2 separate regions of the Hordeum vulgare genome follow, and region 1 is linked to region 2. Evidence: chromatin contacts called from public Hi-C data. All regions are on one chromosome and are shown on one strand. Each heading gives the region's core, a stretch centred on a gene start, on an enhancer-like site or on the middle of the called end of the contact. The rest is flanking DNA. Distances are from core to core; before and after follow the strand shown. Region 1 holds the start of LOC123408821. Region 2 holds the start of LOC123408579.

Region 1 (6,900 bases), core at 3,037-5,536, 410 kb before region 2:
ATGAAGTTGGTGATGTAGAGCACCCCGTTAGGCGGGATGTGATGCAGTTGGCAACCGAAGAACTATAGAAGGCCCGACACGAAGCCATGAAGCGGGAGTCCAAGCCCTCTCCCAAAATAACCCATGCATAAGACGAGCTCGCCGATGCGAGACTCCAATGGGATCTTTCCGGTAGGGAGCCAGACGTTTAGATCTGCCGACATCAAGAGTTGGTCCTTGTAGCCCTCGATTTCACCCTCCGTGATTGTGGAGGGAAACCATCTCCCCGTCGATTTGGGGGCGACGCGCGCTAACTTCTCACTGCATTTGTAGGCGACTGATTTCTACTTTTTACCAACGGTGCTTGACGAAGGCCGATCCCCCTTCACACTCCTTGTCTTTACCATTGGCGATGAGAAGGCAACAAGGAGTGTGGAGAACGAATGAAAGTGAAGCGGTGGCGGCGCGTGTGAAAGGTTGAAATGAGCAGAGGTGATGTGAGATTGAAAACCCTCCGCTTGCCTCTCTCTTATGGACGTTCGAAAGCCCAAGCTTCATCACACGGAGACGAGGCATGTGGTTTTTCCCGGTTCGGCAAATTCCATATTTGTAGAAAGATGGTGCGATACTCACGGCGACGTCGCCGCTACGCCCCGAGATTCGTGGGGGTGCTAAACAAGAACCCTCCCGACAACACTTGGGAGAACTTTGGGCTGGTGGGCTCCCCCTCAATCAGCTAGAGGCACTGAGCGACCTGTCGTCCGACCTCCCTACAGAAGGAGGCTCATGAAGAAACCTAGAAGAATATGGGAGGTCGTCGAAGGTCTCATGGTCATCCCCTGCGACCTCCGCAACGGGCTACTGACGGGACCATATGCCATAGGTGGCTATCATAAGGGAGCCCGACCTCGTCATCTACAAGGGGGCCGCTAGGCCCAAGGCGAGAACTAAACCCTAGGAGGCAGAGAGGACCTTCGTTCCCCCTAAGATTAGAGAGCGACAACGCCCTAGATCACATCTACCATCATATAAACCCTATACCTCTACTGTCTACATAAAGGGAGATCGAGGGTCTTCATTTACATCTAGTATCAGATAGGCAAACTCTGAATAGCAATCTCACACACCATTGTAACCCCTCGCACGAGGTATCCCTTCACCATGCATAACAAAAAACAGCAGGACATAGGGTATTACTTTTCGAAGGGCTAAACCTGGATAAACCCATTGTGCGACCTTCGATCCATGATTTTCAGCTGTGGTTGGACACCTACTGAATGCTCTAGCGGTATTTCACACCCTAAACCCTAAACAATGACAAAAATTGCCCCCTCTCCACACCCCCTTGAAAAATAATTATTTAAGACCGGGTCTCTTTTCTTGTATTGTGAGACCCTATTCAAAAGATGCCACGTGTATTCATTAGGTCCCGCTTGGATGCGGTGTAAATCTATACACTCAGAATTTATTATTTATTTACACGTGTAAATTATAAGGGAAATGTTTTCCGCCCATGCGTCGGCGAACGTTTGGCTGGACGCACGCGCGTCGTCGATCTCGTCTTTTATCCTGCGATCTCCTCCCCATCCCGATGACTCACGTGTGGTGCGGCGCATGGTCAAAGGGGCCCACCATCTATGCGCCCCTACGCTGCTGCCGCCGCTGCGCTGGTCCCTGCCCCCGTCGGCCCGCCCGGATCGCCAGTTCCCCCCACCGTCGACCGTCCGCATCGCCGGATCCAGCCTTCACACGTCGTCCTGGTCGCCTGCCGCCATGGCCGAGCACGCGTATACAAGTGTTACAAACGTCACCCAAAATTGTTGCAACGTCTATTTCAAAAAGCTTCAAAACCCAAAATGAAATTGCTTCAACCAGACATATGATAAGGTGCAAGCGGTCATTTGCCATGACGGAATGCTGCAACCGTTGACATAAAATGCTACAACTGTTGATTAAAAGCTGCAACCATACATATAAAAAGCTGCAAGTGGTCATTGCCATGGCGGAATGCTGCAACCGTTGACGTAGAATGCTACAACCGTTTATGAAAAAAGTTGCAACCGGACATATAAAAGCTACAAGCGATCATTGCTATGACGGAGTGCTGCAATCGTTGACATAAAATGCTACAACCATTGATGAAAAAAGTTGCAACGAAGGACCGACAAGGCGCTCACGTTTGTTGGCTCTGCAAGGACGACAACCGGCGACGAGGACGTCCGGCGAGAGAGGGCGACGGAAGAAGGACCCCTTGACCGCCAGGGGGCAGGGGGAGAGGGGAAGGGCGAGGGGAGCGCCGCTGCACGCTGGACGGGGATGGCCGGTGAGGCGCTCGCATTCGTGGTTCGAGGTTGAGGACGAAGACGAAATCTGACGGTTCAAGGCCCCCGATTCAACGGCTGCTGTGTGACCGGCGCGAGCACTCGCGCCGGCGCCAAGCACTTTCCAAATTATAAGCCGTAGTATGCTTTCCGCCTGAGATAGATACGGCATGAGGTCTTTATCGCTTACGGAGCTATATACGGACAATTCAAACAGGGCCTCAATCTCAAAGTACTAATTCTTCTCCGAGCGGTCTTTTCCCATCTTCACTATCGACGGCATCCCCTCATCGGATACTCGCATGTGTCACCAGTTCTTGTGGGCAGTTGGGACCACAGTTGATCTCCTCCTAGACCGTGGTACAGAACCATGGTAGGTGGGACGGAGTGAGCACCAATTCACCAAGGAACGATGGTAAAAGAATTTTTGTCCAAATAGACCACTAGCTGAATATTATTGTCAAAAAAGACCACATGCGGTATGAAATGCGAGAAAAGACCCCCATTTTTCGTGGCGGTGGGCGCGCTAGGTGACGCGTGGCACCTGCCGCCATGGGCCGAGCCGGCTGTGCCCCGCCGCCACCCGGCGAGGCGGCCGGCCGGGCAGGTGGCACCTGCCGCCACCACTCCAGGCGGCAGGCTGCCCATGCTCGCACATGCATGCCTCAAAAGCTGGCTCGCCATGCCACGGCCATGCACGACCATGCATGCTGCCATGCACAGCATCCCGCCGGCCGCCTGGGGTGCTGGCGGCAGGTGCCACGTGCCCGGCCGGCCGCCTCGCCGGGTGGCGGCGGGGCCCAGCCGCCTCGGCCCATGGCGGCAGGTGCCACGCGTCACCTGGCGCGCGTGCTGCCACGAAAAATGGGGGTCTTTTCTCGCATTTCATACCGCATGTGGTCTTTTTTGACAATAACATTCGGCTAGTGGTCCTTTTGGACAAAAATTCGGTAAAAAGATGCAAGCTCAGTTATGACAGTACTACCCATGGCCGCATGAGAGCATCCAAATGAGCTCGTCCTAGTCAGCGAGGCATCCGCAACGCATGCAGCTCGCGTCCTCTCCCGGATGCTCTGCCTACAAGCTCCACGGCGCGTCGCGGCTCTCCCTAGCGCCGCCGAACTAGAGATGCTCCACCCAGCGTAGGCGACTGCTACGGATCAACGACTGATTTTTTAAATTAATCGGATCTCCAGCCATTAGATGTGTTTTACAAAGACGTTGGATCTGGTCAACGCGAGCAACAATCATTTGTCGTAATGAAGCTTCATTGCAGCGCGAGTGGAGCTTCGTTGCAGTGCGGACGCTGCATCGCAGATCTTGACGTTGCTGGTGAATCTCTATTGCATCCGCCGGTGAAGCTTCATTGCAGCTTTGGGCGCTGCATCGCAGCTCTCGTCGCCGTCGGTGAAGCTCCGTTGTAGCTCGGGGCGCAGCGTCACAGCTCTTGGCGTCGCCGGTGAAGCTCCATTGCAGCCGCCGGTAAAGTTTCATTGCAGTGCCCACTGGCGCGGGGTGATCCAACGCAGCACCGGGGACCGATTGCAGCTTCGGCAATGCTTCATTGGAGCGCGGCATCAGCACCGCGGGCTCCATCTCAACATTTCGCCGACGCCGTCGGCGAAGCTTCACTATAACGCTACCTCCGTGCATTGGTGCTGCTCCATCCCAACACCGGTTGTCCCTCGTCGTGCTCCATCCCAGCATCATTGCTATGGAAGGAAAAAAGAGGAAGAAGATGAGGAGGAGAATGAGTAGAGGAGAGAGCACTGGAAGGGATAAGGCGGAAAGAAAAGATGTGGCTGAGGGGAACACGTGAGGAGCCAGCGACCCGCCTGATTTTTGAGTAAATGCAGTCGGTTGATCCAAAGTATTTTTCAAGCTGGATTGTGGAAGAAAGAGGTCTTTGAGATTGGTGAGAAAACACGTGGCATCTTCCGCGGAGGGCCTCATGGGATGGGGAATGAGACCCGGTCTCCTAGAATTATTTTCCCCCTCGGCTCTTCACCCACACACTTCCTATCCATCCGCTCACAGCTCGCCCCCTCCACACTATCTCGCCGGCGCGCAGGCGGCGCCGTCCCATCATGGGATGACGTCCGCCGCAAAATAAGCCCCCCCACGACCAACCAAAGCCCCGATTAGCCACCAACATCGATCCCCATGAAGGCGTCTATCAAGTTCCGCGACGACGACCGGCCGCTGATGCGGGCCAAGGTGCCGATCGGCGTGCTCGGGCTGCCGTTCCAGTCCGGTCTCTCCGCTGGCGGCGATCCCCGGGAGCTCCGCTTCGATCTCTCCACCGCTTTCGCCTCCGGGCCAGCTCTCCGCTTATCGTATCGCCCCAACGACCCCGGTCTCCCCTTCGCCATCTCCATCCGCGCCGGTGTCGGAGCCCTCGGCTCCCCTGTCTGCGCCCCCTTCTCTCTCGCTGCCGAGTTCAACCTCCTGCCCGCCAACTCCGGATCTCCTGCCTTCTTCCTCCTCCTCAAGCCCCGCCTCGGCGATTTCTCACTCTCCCACACCCTCCGGTCGTCCGCGTCTCCTCCGCCCCGTACGGTCGGGGAGGTCTCTGCCGGCGAAGGGCGGGACCACGAGGACGAGCTGAGCTACAAGGCCTTCTCGTTGAGCGGGAGTGGGTTCGCGGCGGACGTTGCCACGGCGGGGAGGAGCGGTGGCGTCGGCACGCTGCTGTCCGGGATGAGGCTGACCACGAGGAGCGTGCTCCCGCTCTGGGGCAGGGCGAGCATGCGGTTCAACTGGGGGATCCGCGCGCCACCGGTACTGCAGGCGGCGTTCGCCGACGACCGCAAGGACGCGCGTGTGCCCATCTGTAAGATGCCGCTGCTGGTCATCAACAAGATCTCCATCGAGCAGTCACCACGCGCCGACAATAAGAAAGGCAGGAAAGCAGATGTCTCGCTGCCTGCCATCGCAACCACTGACGCGTCGGATGGCGCGGGCCACGATTCCACTAGCGAGGATTACTCGCTGATGAGGCGACAGCTGGAGGCGATGAATGCGGAGAGCGGGATGCTCCGCCGCGCCGTGGAGGACCTACGCACCGAGATCGGGCGTGGCAGGGCCGCGTCCGTGGCAGCAGTAGGGAGGTCGCCACCGCAGCCGCATCACGGGTTCTCGGTGAAGCCTGATCGTCGGGGCGGTGGGAAGGAGCCAGCGGCGGAGAACGCAGCGATGCCAGCGCCAGCGCCAGACGAGGTGGGCGAGGAGTTGAAGAGGGCGCTGGAGGCGCGCCGGAGATGAAAGCTGCCAAAGCTAAACAGCGTGATCTGTACTCTTGGTTGCTGCAGTACTAATTTTTCGATTTTGAGTTGAATAATAACAGAGCAATTCAGTAGTAGCATTGGTGAGCTAAAGATCTGGAGCTATATACAGCAGTAGTCTGCCTTACGTACAGCGCCGAAATGCCCTTTTTTGCATGTAACATATCTTCGGACGCGTCCGACATATCTCGTACTTCCTCCGTTCCTAAAAAGTAAGTCTTTTTAGAGGTCCATTAAAAGATGGAGCTCACTACCTAGCGGTGCCGCACGGCTCAATGATAAGCTTATCATTTTGGCAGCGCATGCATGCAAAACATTTTTCAGTTCTAGTCAACATTTTATGCATATTTATTGTCAATTTTTAAAATATTTTATCTCACAAATTAATAATTTGAATGGAGATTCATCTTCATCATTAGGTTCGTCTCGACAAAACCTTCAAAATAAGATCCCATGTTGACATGTTTTGTTGATTCTTTTTCGTCATTCCTAGTTGCTACATTTATGTCATCATAGTTGTCATCTTACGGATGTACAGTTGTCATAAAAAATATACATAGTTACCGTGATAATAATTTTATACTTTTTAAGTATTGCAGTATTATGTGAAGCTAAAAAATGATTATTAAAACACTAATAATAGGCAAGCAAATGCTTGAACCAGCACAAGTATAATGAATCAAGTTTTTACTCATTCATGAACGTGATAACCAAGTTGATTTAATGTGAGAACTATATAACAAATAATATGACAAGTAAGTCATAATAATCTGGCAAGTATCGACGAAAACAGAAGTTATTGAAACATGTTAACATGAGATCTAGTTTTGAAGATCTCGTCGCGATAAAGTCAGTGGTGAAAGCGGATCATTAATTGAGATAATGGTTTGGAAGATAAATCTTTTTTAAAATGCAAATATCTAGTATAACTCAGCAGCGTGTGAGTGCAAAAAGTAGATTCCCTCTTATACTCCTATTAAACTAACCAGTACTACGTTATGCTAATTAGTAAATCGTCTCCGTACTTTTGAGATCTGACACATGCGCGCGGCCGCTGCACAGGAGAACATGTGTGCGTAGGAAGCCCATTAGATTTTCCCTTAAAAGATTACATATAGATGTATATAGACATATTTTAAAATATAGAATTATTCATTTTACTCTGTATGTAATCCATAGTAAAATATCTAAAAAGACTTATATTTAGGAATGAAGTGAGTACAAGCGAAGAAGGAGGCGAGGAAGACGACGGTTGGCGGGTGTCTGCGTGCAGGATTTATAGAATGCGCCGAAAATGCTCATCAAACGCCCACGCG
Region 2 (7,467 bases), core at 623-3,122:
AAATGATAACTCATGTCTATGGCTAGGAAACCTTGACCATCTTTGATCAACGAGCTAGTCCTTTTAGAGGCTCACTAGGGACAATGTGTTGTCTATGTATCCACACATGTATTTGAGTTTCCAATCGATACAATTCTAGCATGGATAATAAATGTTTATTATGAACAAGGAAATATAATAATAATAACCACTTTATTATTGCTTTTACGGCATATTTCCAATACACCCTTCATCCACGCTATAAAAGCAGTGCCTCGCCGCCGCTCGCCGTACTCTCGCCATACATCCCCTCCCCATCTCTCTCCCTTCCACCGGCAGAAAATCTCTCTTCCCTGGGGACATGGCGGAGTGATTCCTCGGCGACGGAGCGGCGGCCAACGGCTTCGGCCGCCGCTTTTTTGCACGAGCAGGAGGCGCGACTCCTTCATGAGGCCAACTACCAGAGCTGTTGAACATGTGCGTGCTGGGCGCGTGGCGTCTGGTCGCCGACGGCGTCCCCGTGCCACGACCACACTCCGACGGAGCGACACGTCGAGATCGCGCGGATGAGGGAGTCTCTACCTGCTGACGTCGGCGAGCAGCCCAGGTACGCCGCCAACAACTAGCCCCTGTGGACGACATGCTTCCAATGCCGCCACGAAGAGCAGTTGGGCTCCACCAACGGTGCCCCTACGGTGAGGGGGCGCCACAACTCCGACGGCCGCCGTCAATGGTGGGGCGTCCTAGGATGCGCGCTCCACGCCGTCCTCGCGTACCTCGAGGGCGGCAACAAGCCGCCGTGAGAGTACCTGTCATCGTCTTCCTCGCGCCTAAGTGGGAGCTCGTGACTGCCCAAGCGCATGGCGGCCACATCATCATCGTCCTAAGGCTCCCGCTCCTCCGATGCGGCGAAGCCTCCCGTCGCCATCATACCCGAGCCCTAGGAGACACCACTCTGCCGAGGCAGCCACAGAGGCAACCTCGTCATAAACGAGGGCCACCATCCTTCTCCTCCCCGCGGCCACCTTTGCCTTGTCAAGCCGAAGAAGGAGCCCACAACGACTGTCATCATGAAGAAGGAGCATGAGGCCATGGCCGTCGACCTTGAAGCCGACCTCAAATGGTTGCACGACGACTACGTGTGGAAGGAGATGGAGCGCGAGTGCTGCGCGCCGGAGGAGATCGTCGAGCGGCGCCGTGGCCACGAAGAGGGCATTGTCATTGTCCTCTCCGACAGCGACGATGACGCGATCGAGCCGACCCGCCAGTCCACAACGGCGACCGAGGAACGACGCGAAGCTAGGACGACGACGCGTAGCAAGGACGACGGCGACTACACCGCCTTCTAAAAGCTCCTCGGCACGATCTAGGCTCGAGGCGGCGACGACGACGGCGATGACGTAATATTTTTAGTGATGTTTTTAAATTTGTATAAATATGAATGTAACCGCCTATATTCCGTCCAAATTTGAGTAATTTTCTTTCGAATTTGAGTTTAAAATCGGCGATTGGGGGTCGAACTTGGGGCGGCGGCTGGGAACGAGAGTCCTCTCCCCCGTGGGCGAAAATATCGCTGGTTAACCCCCAAGAGGCGATATTTCAAGCCCTGGTGGTGGTGGTGGGGGGGGGGGGACGGGGACGGATGGAGATGTTCTAAGATGATGGTTTCAAACCACCTGACGTATTACTTTGTAAGTTTTTTTATGAATTATCAATAAAATTATTGCATACATCGCCGAGATGCAGATGCGGGGTAATCCTTCTTTTCTAAAAATCTACAATAAGAATTGCCCGGCTCGAGCGAGGAAGGGTTATAACGGCTGTACGCGCCGTTGCTAGATTGTCTATGAATTTTGATGTAATTTTTATTATTTTTTATGTTTCTTGTATTGTCATGACTAAAAAAAAAATCAGATGTTTTACCGCAAAAGAAAAATCCACCGTGCTCACCACCATGCCAGGACACGTTCCATTTTCAGGCTACGGCCGAAACAACCGGGAAAAAGGCTCAGCAGTTCACAAGATAGAAATGCCTTACTATATGTTTTATTTACCTGTAGCAAGTCGCCGCGATAAAAAGGAAAGAGTATCACTGCCACTGTTCCACATAAACGTCCGTAAGCTAGTAATCTTTCTCTTTAGATGTATAGAACGCAAGAGTTAAAGCTAAGAAGAACAGTGGTTAAGCAACTGAGCCCTTGCTTAAGGCATGGTGGGTCCTACGTGTCAGCGCGTACTTTATTACACCGCACGGTGTGCCGCATTATTTGTCACGCTAAAGCATCGCACCATCCACCATGGATGCCTGGGAGAACATGACGGATAAACAATCCCGCTGGACAATGACACGCGGGCCCAGCGCTATAGTATTTTCCAATTAATTCGGCCCACTTTCCGGAGGAGACCCCCTCGAAACCTCAGAATTGCCCGATCGGGCTTGGTACGCGGTGCTTCCATTTCCGAAGATTTTAAAAAGCGAACCAGATAAAGAAAGTGGGCAGAAAAATGGGGAAGAAAAAGACGAAAAGATGGGGGCCGAACCAGAACCAAAACCTAGACGAACCACACAGAGATAGATAGGCAGAGAGGGGAAGGGAATAGGCGGGCGGGACGAGGCCAAAACAGACCAACCAAACCCTAGCGCACCTCACCGTCCATGGAGGCGGCGCTATGAGCCCTCGCCGTGGTCACCGCGTCGACGTGGCAGCGATTGGGCGGAGGGGAGGCGGATGGCGGCCAGATCGGACGATCCCGATGTCTCGCCGGAGTCGTCGTCGCCGGCGGCGGCGGCCGGCGGCGAGATCTGGGGGACGCTCGAGGAGCTGCTGCTGGCGTGCGCCGTGAGCCGCCACGGCACCGCGAGCTGGGAGTCGGTGGCGTCGGAGGTGCAGTCGCGCAGCCCGTCCGCCGCCGCGCGCCTCACGCCCACCAGCTGCCGCCTCCACTTCCGTCTCCTTCACCGTCGGTTCGCCGCCGGCGCCGGCGAGGACGGAGGCGGGGAACCCGACCCTTCCGCCGCCGTCTACGACGCGTGGGTGGATGAGCTCAGGAAGTTGCGGGTCGCCGAACTCCGCCGCGAGGTCGAGCGATACGATCTCTCGATCGGGTAAAAAATAACAGCCCGAAAATAAAAAAGAAACGTCAAACGCCTTTAGCTTCATCCTGTTCGTCCAGTGCGGCTTCTCGTGGGCCGTCCGATGCTGATCTGTCGGTAGCTGTTTATTTTTCTTTGAAAAAAATTGCTTATTATTTATTTTCGTTGGCACGGCCAGGTCGTTGCAATCAAAGGTGAAACGGCTAAAGGAGGAGCGGGAGAGGAGCCTCTCCGGCGAGACCACGCCGGCGTTCAAGGATGAACGGGAGACAGGGAACGAGTCGCCGGAGGAGGCCGGCGGTGAGAACGGCCTCTCCGGCGAGGTGTCTGCCCGGTCATGCAAGGAGTCAAACTCGTCAGATCTGAAGGCACCACCGGGGCACGACTCCGGCGGTGCCGCCGCCGACGGCGACGCGGAGGTAAAGGATGAGCCGGCCGAGGGCGAGGTGGCCGCGAAGGACGAGGCCTCCGGCGAGTCGGCGGCCGGGTCTAAAGAAGCCGACGCGGGGAAGGAGAGCAGCGACGTGCAGAGCTCGGCCAGCCCTTCCCGGAAACGGCGTCGCCGGCTACGGAAGGTAGGAGGCGGCGACGTGGCATCCACGTCGGCGCCCGTGCCCCTCCCCGCTGCGGAGGCCGAGCCGCTCCTCGCACTCCTCGAGTCGGTCCGGACCAGCAAGTCCGGCGCCGTGTTCGAGCGGCGGCTCGAGAGCCAGGTAATTTTTTTTTTCTCGTTTTCTTTTCTTTTCCCGGAAGAAATATCTTATTTTCCATTTTCCCACACCCTATCACCTTCCTTACCCTCGGTAAAAAAAAGGAACAAATGCTCAGTTCCCCATCTTGTTCAGCGAAATAATTATCCCGGTTAATTAAGTAAATTAACAATTAATACTTCAATCTTGTGCCAGCGTTGGCCGGCAGTACGTAATCGCGACACGATTATTTTGCTGAATAGGCAACAAAATACAACAGCGACCGTACACGGTTTGCTTTGCTTCCAAACTGGAACAATCCCGCCTCTACGCATCGTGGAATCTGGCTGTTCGCACGGTCTCGTCTCGTTCGTTATGTACTGGCACGAACGCGATCGATCTGGACCGTCTAACACGCGGTGAGCTGGAGATATGCCGGGCAGGTTGTGCGCGTGGCCTGGTGGTGGGGCCCTCGTCCCGAATATCGATGTCTTCGTTGGCGATGCTCGAGGGCCCTCCGTGTCGGCCACTTGGTACTAGTTGCCGTCTGCCCCCGCCAGACAACACAATCCAATCTAACCTTCTCCTCCAAATTGGCTGCTATTTTCTCCACTAGGAAAATGAGGAACAAATCGCGTTGTATCACATGCGCGCTTTGTTGGGTTTCCTATTTGAAACTGATTTTCTTACTAACTTCTATTTTCGTATGTATTATAGTCGATTTTTTTAGAACAACATAATAATCGTTGGTGCCTCTCTCTTTCCCTACTTACCGACCCACCGATACTATGTGCAGGAGAGCGGCAAGTACAAGGGCACCATCAGGCGCCACGTGGATCTGGAGATGATCAGATCCAGGCTGGAATCCGGTGGGGCCGCTTGTGGGCCTGACAGCGCGTGCTACGCGTCGGCCTCCGAGTTCTACCGCGACCTGCTGCTGCTATGCGCCAACGCGCTTGTCTTCTTCCCGCGCGGCTCGCCGGAGCACGCTGCCGCGACCAGGACCCGCGCGCTCGTCTCCAAGCGCATGTCCGCGACTCTTCACAGAGACGGCCTCGGGACGGCGGGGAAAGCTACTGCCCTGGTCGGCGGCGCCTCCTCGGCTGACGGCGCCAAGAAGGCCAAGGCAGATGCTGAGGTCGCCGGTTCGCTCCTTGAGAAGGCTGCGCCGATCATTGTTTGCCGGAAGCGGAGCTCCATCGCGAAGGCTGCTGCTGCTAACAAGGAGAAAGTGGAGAAGGAGGACACGGATGAGGATGAGGAGTTTGACGACGGAAAGAAGAAGGGAAGCGCCAAGGACAAAACCAGGGGTATGAGGACCAACAAGGGTCGGGCTCCTGTCAGGAACGCAGCTCCTAATCAGAAAACGGGGAAGGCTTCGGAGAGTGCGGCTGCCGAGAGGACGAAGAAATCTGACAAGATGGTTGGCAGTGGAAGTGGCAGCGGAAGCGGTGGTGGCAAGGCGGCTGCAGCAGCTGGTGGCGTCATCAAGAAGCGGAATGCGGTGGACTTCCTGAAGCGGATGAAGCAGAACTCAGTGCCGTCGACGGAGAGAGTGTCTCTGCTAGAGACACTGAAGCTCTCCGCGACAGAACAGAAGAAGGCTGCCAAGGCCGATGGTCGGAAAGAGCCGGGCAGCTCCTCCGGCTCCAAGAAGGCTACTGCCGAGACAGCGTCAGGAGGGAGGAGAAGCGTTGGCCGGCCGCCGAAACGGGCCGCTGCGCCTCCGACGCCTCCACCATCCAAGAGGGCGAAGGACGACCGGCCGACGAGGAAGCGCGGGAAAAAGTGAGTTAGTGGAAGACGTCAGGAAGCGACGGAGTCTCAGCTGTGTGTACATGTTGTAGGGTAGGAGCTCCTGGGTCTTTTGATTCCAGTGTTGTAGGAGATGGGGCGATGGATGGGTTCTACTCTTTTGTTTTGGAATGGGGGGTGTACGAAACTGAGTTGCGCGTCTCTCTTCTCGTGGGACTCGGGAAACAGTGCTCCCCTTTGAACTGTTGTCCTGTATGTTTTGGGCTAGAATTCGGAAATTTTATACTAGAAGCACAACGATCAAAAGATTGAAAAAAAGATTCTTTAATCACCTGTATTCATGTCAATCCTTTTAGCCGATCGACCGGCAAACTCCCTTGCCGATCGCATGTCAGATCAAAGCCTGGCCGTGTGAGGCGACCGACTTTGAAGCACCACCGGCTCGCCGCCCTTGCAGCACTCGTCCTCATCAGTTTTCAGGACACCGCCGCTACACACAATAATTGCTCCACGCCGTCTCTACAAACAATAGTCGTCCCCATAGCAAACATCATCGTCTTTAGCGCGCACCCGCCATTGTCGTAGCACATCTTCGCAGCACCGCCCTGTCATTGGATGCAACTCTCGACGTTATTGATGAAAGCACGTATGCTTCCTTAGCTTTCGACGTCATTGCTAAAAGCACATATTCATGATAGTCCCTCCAGCACAGTATATTGGACGTATCTTACAGGGCTCTCGGACATACAAGTTTTTCTATTGATAGGAAAAACCGAACCGACGGGCTGTAAAAGCATCTAATTAATCGCAAAACTGACGCATTAGTAACCCCCGTCTACTAAACGAGCGACTTTCTTGCATGCATTGGTGGAAACGGTTTTCAAAACACCCCAATTAATAGGCTAATTAATGTCATGCACCTTATTTCCTTCTAATTATGAAAAATTATCGTTTCGAAGATACGCCTAATATACTGTGATGGAGGGAGTAATATATATTGTCTTTTGGACTAATAGCTTTACTTAGTTTATTTCAGATATAATTCATAAAGAGGATTGGCTAAGGATTATGAGGAGAATCCCCCAAAAAAAGGAAGAAGGAAAGAAATAGGATTAACCAAGCTTCAAGACTCTACATTTTGCTCTTATGTGAGAAATCACAATTGAGTCCATAGTAAAATCAGTACTGTTAAAAGGGGACGAGGTATCTATGATGATCCGGTTGCTTAAGTGCTTAGAGTTAGCCATCATAAATCATGATGAAATTCTCCCATAAATATTCTTTCCAAACCCCAAAGTCCAAATTCGGTGTCACCAACACTTGCAAATCGGTCCTACCGAGTTCGACCCTAGACATATCCTATGCCAAACCCTAAGGTCTCGGTGACACCAAGTTCCATTTCGATGAAACCGAAATCAGTGACAAACTTTCTGTTGTTCCATTTCTAAAAATTGGAATTTCTGAGTTTTAGGAATCGATGACACCGAAACAGGTAACTACCTAGGCCAGCCAAAATCGGACCCACCGAGATTTGCATACCGGTCTCACCGAAATGCCAAAAGTTGCCACATTTTGCACTAGTTGGTGCAACCGGGTTTTACTTCGGTTTCATCGAGTTGGGAAATAATGTTGTAACGGTTGAATTTTTGGAGATGCTTATATATACCCCTCCACGTGCCTCTCATTCAAAAAGGAAGCGCTCAGAACGAACCAACACTTGCCCTATCCATTTTTCTGAGAGAGAGCCACCTACTTATGTGTTGAGATCTTCCATTCCTACCATATGAATATTGATTTCTAGCCTCCCCAAGTTGTTTTCCACTCACTCAATCTCTTCTACCCAAGCCAAATCTGTGAGAGAGTGATTGCGTGTTCAGGAAACTATCTTTTGAAGCACAAGAGCAAGGATTCATCGTACTACCACATCTATTACCTTTTGGAGAGTGGTGT

The links. Hi-C and Micro-C count contacts between places; a contact is called where the count stands out from the background.
Region 1: a contact with region 2 is called in a Hi-C map of leaf, with 4 times the contacts expected there. The contact joins the promoter of LOC123408821 here to the promoter of LOC123408579 in region 2. A contact is called at or near these places in 3 of 6 Hi-C or Micro-C datasets (leaf and seedling) and 1 of 1 datasets of contacts at active chromatin or transcription factors (embryo).

Annotation. Positions count from the first base shown.
Region 1 is chr7H:178,063,275-178,070,174 of MorexV3_pseudomolecules_assembly, reverse strand. LOC123408821 reads left to right here and starts at 4,286. Exons shown (of 1, transcript XM_045101862.1): 1 at 4,286-5,661. The coding sequence starts at 4,464. The coding sequence ends at 5,564.
Region 2 is chr7H:177,645,709-177,653,175 of MorexV3_pseudomolecules_assembly, reverse strand. LOC123408579 reads left to right here and starts at 1,872. Exons shown (of 3, transcript XM_045101654.1): 1 at 1,872-3,085; 2 at 3,252-3,786; 3 at 4,559-5,845. The coding sequence starts at 2,709. The coding sequence ends at 5,554.